Linked DNA regions of Canis lupus: region 2 is linked to region 1. A link is a contact called in public Hi-C data. All regions are on one chromosome and are shown on one strand. Each heading gives the region's core, a stretch centred on a gene start, on an enhancer-like site or on the middle of the called end of the contact. The rest is flanking DNA. Distances are from core to core; before and after follow the strand shown. Region 1 holds the start of PAG1 (phosphoprotein associated with glycosphingolipid-enriched microdomains 1). Region 2 has its middle 37 kb from the start of FABP5.

What was found. A called contact is a pair of places that touch in the nucleus more often than the background predicts.
Region 2: a Hi-C map of amygdala shows a contact between it and region 1, with 2.6 times the contacts expected there. The contact joins the enhancer-like site here to the promoter of PAG1 in region 1. A contact is called at or near these places in 3 of 9 Hi-C or Micro-C datasets (amygdala and blood).

The regions. Positions count from the first base shown.
Region 1 is chr29:28,911,657-28,914,356 of UU_Cfam_GSD_1.0, forward strand. PAG1 (phosphoprotein associated with glycosphingolipid-enriched microdomains 1) reads right to left here and starts at 1,414. Exons shown (of 9, transcript XM_038579603.1): 1 at 1,293-1,414.
Region 2 is chr29:29,021,733-29,024,432 of UU_Cfam_GSD_1.0, forward strand. No RefSeq gene overlaps it. Among named protein-coding and RNA genes, the nearest start is that of FABP5, 37 kb to the right of the region's middle. Within about 2 kb of position 1,264, at least 2 of the 20 cell types and tissues checked have an H3K27ac peak or open chromatin away from gene starts, as enhancers often do.

The sequences.
Region 1 (2,700 bases), core at 164-2,663:
AACAGCTTAATGCTGTTTCATTAAACTAATGACTCTGATAGCAAATAACCTGAAAATTCTCATTTCGAATCTTCAGTCTTAAGTCATAGCAATACCATATTTATTTCAAAGTGTTCTTTTTACGAATTTAATTGACTCAAATATTAAATAAACATCAATGATGATAATGTATTGCTCTACTTAATGGGAATCTCTAGGGGACAGATGAAAAAGAAAGGTTCTAGAATTCTATCCTTCAAAGCAGGACAGGACAGCTACCCATAAATCATACTCTTTTTTTATTAAGATAATTAAGCCCACCAGTAGTACACTTAACTTTCAGACTCAACAAATGTCTGGGATGAACAATTCCCACTTTTTCTAAAACAAAGAGGATGTGTTCAAAAAGGGTCCTCTGCAAGCTCTCTGCACAATGCACGCTATTTTAAAACATGATTTATGTGTCTAATTCCTGGAGCTGCCTTGAAAAATATACTGGGTTCTTCCTCGCATGCTACCTACTAGGAGAAGACACTCCAATTTGAAGAGTGCCCTCTGTTTCAGACTACAAGAACGCTATATCATGTCAGCATTTTCATTAAATACTGTTCAAGCTGGACCTTAAACAAATGGAAGGGAGAGCCACAGCTGCAGCCACTGCAGAGACGGTTATCCCGCCGGGAGGCTTATATAAGAGGCGCAGGGCCGGCAGGGTGAAACCCAAGTGTCATCATCCAAATCCTATTTCTTTGAGACTTGCCCACATTCTTGAAATGTACGAAATCACAGACGATGGACGGATTTCTCATTTTATTTGCCTGATGGCACAAAACGCCGTGTTGACTTAACAACTTGTTTTCTCCCTAAACGCCTGGGCTCCAATGAGGGAGACGCTGGCAACTTCTGCCTACGGGAAGAGCGGAGTGGGATGCGCGCGAAGCCCCAAGGACTGGCTGGCTGCCGTCCCCAAAGACCCATCGCGTCCAGGGGTCACTCCCCCGAGGGCTCAGGAGAGAGGTAACGCGACCCCGCACGCTCCCTCCACCGCCAAACGCGGTCCAGGAGCTCGGAACGTGCAGTCAGCGGCAGGCGAAGCGCCCTGGGAGCACCTGTCCTCCCGCAGCACGTTTCCAACCCGCACACTCGTCCTCTCCCCGCGCGCCGGGTCCGCTTCTCCGCACCCCGACCTCCCCGAGCCCGAGCGCGGCCCCTAACACACGGGGGCCACCCCCAGCTTCATGCAAAAACGATCATGCCAACGCACCTCCCCTCCGCACGGCTCCCTGCAACTTCAGAAACTACAGTCAACTTACCGGGACGCGGAGACCGGGAGCCCTCCGGGGTGGGGCGGGGGGACCGCGCTCGGCTGCGCGCAACCCCGCTGGCCCCGCACCGCCCGGGCGGCTGCACGGCTGCTCGGCTGCTCGGCTGCACGGCTGCTCGGCTGCACGGCTGCACGGCTGCACGGCTGCTCGGCTGCTCGGCTGCACGGCTGCTCGGCTGCACGGCTGCTCGGCTGCTCGGCTGCACGGCTGCTCGGCTGCACGGCTGCTTGGCTGCTCGGCTGCTCGGCTGCACGGCTAGGCGCCGCCGCTCTGCACCAGCCGCCTCGCTCCGCCGCGCCCGGGGCCGGGGGCACTGGCCAGGGCGCGGCGGCTGCGGCGGCACCGGCCGCGCGGACCCGGAGCTGCAGAGCTGCAGGCGCCGCCGACCCCGGAGCGCGGCGCTCCGAGCCCCCGGCGCGTGTCTCCGGCTCCGAGCGAACGGCCGCTCGGCGAGGACCGCGGCACCGGGAGAGCCGAGGCGCCGTGCCCCGCAGAGCCTCCGGGGGGCTCCCGGGCGGCCGGTCACATCGCGCGCGCAGCACCGCAGTCCGCACTCGCCGCCGCGCCGCGGAGAATGACAGGCGCCGAGGCGGAGCAGCCGTGCGGGGCGCGGGGCGCCAGTGCGCATGATCCCGGCCGGCTGCGGCACGTCACGGGGGAGGGGGAGGGCGGGGAGGGAGGGGAGGGAGGGGAGGGCGGGAGGGAGGGAGGGGAGGGCGGGGAGGGGGCGCGCTGGGCGGGGCCGGGGCGGGGGCGGGGGGGGGCCTGGCGCCGCGCCCCGCTCCGCTCCCTAGCGGGGAGGCGCAGGAAGTCTCCGCCTCGGGGTTCTGCGAGCCCTGGAGCCGCGAGGTTGAACTTGTCTGCAGAGTCCATTGTCCTTGACCCCCCACCCCGCCCCGTGTGCTCTCAGGGGTCCCCAGGGCGCTGGGCAAGCCCCGAAGAGCCACGTTAGCTCAGGTATAGCTTAATCGTGAGGGCCTGCCACTGAGGGGACAGGGGTCCTCCCCACCTGGCTGTACATTACAGAATGACTTGGGAAGCTGGTGGGAGCCCTTTGCCCTGACCGCACCCCTGGAGTCCAGACTTAAGTACCGGAGAATCCCTGGGTGAGGCTCGGGTATCAGTAAGGTTGTAAAGCTTTCCAGATGATACCGGGGTACAAACAGCAGAGGTTTTTCAAAGCTGTAGCGTTTGTCAGAATCTTCTGAGCATTTTGAAAGAATGCAGATTTCTGACTCACTAGGCCTAGGCGTTAAGGGAAGATCCTTCATTCCTAACACGATCCCAGTTGATGCCAGTGCTGTGCTCTAGCACCGGACCACCTTATCCTTACTACCCTTAAGTATAGTGTAGGATCTGGAGCAGAGCTTCTGAAAGGTTGGGCTGTGTGAGAATC
Region 2 (2,700 bases), core at 14-2,513, 110 kb after region 1:
TTCAATACATTGCTAGATCCTGGGTGTAAAGATGAACAGACTAAAAACTTTCCCTTAGAGAAATCTCCCACCAAGATGTGTTGGAAGACCAGGACAAAATAATCACACTGCTGATAAAATGTACCCAATGTTGAGAGGTGTTGACAAAGCATCCTGAGAGCCCCCAGGGAGGAGAGAGCATTTCTGGTCATGGCATATGGGCAAAGTTCTACCAACAGTGTGTGGAGAGAGTTTGCATTTAAGTTGGACAAGAAGGATTTTAGGGGGTGGTGAGAGGCGATGAATCTCAGGTAGGAAAAAAGAGAATCATCTCAGAAGGAGAAGAAGGCAAAGGTTGGGTGTGTGGGGGGAGAGCAGAGGAGAGTCAGGTTGGTGGCTGCAGAAGGTGTGCTTCATTGAAGAGAGGGAGGTAAGGCCAGGAAGGTATGAGGGCAGAGGAATTGCCGACACAAGCTGTCACAAATGGTAGGCCAGGCCAATATGGCTGGTGCTGTGATTTTTACCATATAAGCTTAGAAGGTATGTGCATATGAATTCTCTAGATGGAGGAAAGGGTGATTTTTTTTTAATTGAGAATCACTGGGTTATAAATACTTCTAGGTCTTCACACCTCAAATATCCCTAACAGTCCTGATGGCGCCTGGCACATTGCAGATATCCAGTAAATTTTGTTGAGTGAATGAATGACTTCTGCTCTTCCTGCTATATGGATGATAGAGGAGACCTGCTTTCCAACAAGTGCACATCTTTTTTTTTAAAAGAAATTATTTATTTATTGGACAGAAAGAGAGAGCAGAATCAGGGGAATAGCAGAAGGAGAGGGAAAAGCAGGCTCCCCACTGAGCAGGGAGCCCAACATGGGGCTCGGATCCCAGGACCCTGGGATCATGAGCAGAGCCGCAGACAGATGCTTAACCGACTGAGCCACCCAGGTGCCCCAAGTACACAGCTTCTAAAAAAAAAAAAAAAAAAAAAAAAAAAAGCCAAAAGTGAGGAGGGCACAAGTGGACTCTGGAGTCAGGAATGGCTCCAAGATTCACTGAGGACAAGTGATCAAGCCTCTCACTTCAAACCTCTTCTCTTCATTTTAAATTGGGAACAAAATTAGAACCTACCTGGTGAGGTTGTGACATTTTAAAAGCCTGGCATACAAAGCACTATGGTTAGCTATTATTCGGGAGCTGTTAGAATTCGAAGGTAGCAACCAGAGTTCCTTCCTCCGGCTTCTGGCACCCGTTGACCTATCAAGAGATTATTCTGTCTTATTCTCACATCTGTCCTCCTGACATTTTATTTCAGTCTTCAAAAGACATGAGGCAAAGCATCATAAACATAAAAATCATCCCTTTTCCTTGCCCTAACTGATTGAAACCCTTTTCACACGACAGGCTCCAACGGGCATACTCACTAGCTGCCTGCTGGACCCTGTCAGCTCTTACAGCACGCTGCCCAGGCCATCTGCTACGCACCACGGCGAGCCATATGGAACCTAGCCCCCACTTCTTTGGAAATGCCTGGCTTTTTCCTTCTGTGGCTTCTTTGCTTAACTGTACTTCCCAGGTCTATGGAATGCAATGGTTTGTGATAACAATTCTCTTATCTTCCACCCTTCCACCCTTTTGCAGTCTTTTCAGTCTTTTTAATGGAATTTTCAGTATCTCTTTTTTTTTTCCAGAATTATAGTCATTTTCTGTTATCCACACTTTATGTCTATAGCTATTGTTTTATCTTCCACCCTCTCCTTGGAAGGAGAGTCAATGACTTAAATTTTATCAGGAGAGCCTTTAGATGATGCAGCAACACTCCTGTTAAGTGATGACCAAAAGCCTCACTAAAAGCCCTGTGACATTTGTGATCCAAGGTAAAAAATTCAGAAATCGCACTTCTAGAATTCTTTCCTACCACCATCCCTATTCTCTACAAAGGGAATAATATTACATTTTCTGTCCTTCTCTCCTCAGTTACTTTCTACTGCAATTATCCTCCTCCAAGCTTAGAACAGCAGGTACAGCCATGCTGAGATGATTAGTTCTCAACTGTTGCAGGTTATTAGCAGCACAGAAAATTATATGCAAACCAAGATATGGTTTGGCTCCTACTGTGATAATCTCAATGAGATTTACAAATATCAAGGATATTTCTAAGCTCTCCTTAAAACTCGTAGCAAAAGCGCTTGTCTCTTCAAAGTAGGAGCTTAAATTAAACCTTAATCAGTCTTCAAAAAGAACTTTCAAGGATTTTGTCTAAATAAATAAGAGGGCTGGGTTGCTTATTTAAAGATACTTTTTTAATGAAACAGGAGTTTTTTTTTTTAAATGGAACAGAGGTAAAAGGAAGCAATTTTTGCTGATTTTCAGCAAAATCATGAAGTGAGACAAGCAAGTTTTCAGCTGCCATAACATCTTTCCATGCTTCTCGGTTTTTGTTCCCACTATGGCCCCAAGGCACTTATCAATCATGCTTTTTATACCATAAGGAAAAATATATTAAAACTTAGTATGTTAGTATAAATTAATTAGAAAATGTTAGACCCCTGAAGATAAAAGAAGGACGTGCTTTACAAAAGCATTTCCGAGGAAGAAATGAGCAATTCACCCTCATTCTCATGGAGGAATAATTTCCATCTTCTGTTCCTTTTTCTCTTAGGCATTGATTCCACCTCCATAAAAAACAAAAGCTCTTTTCCTTTCAGTCCTTTCC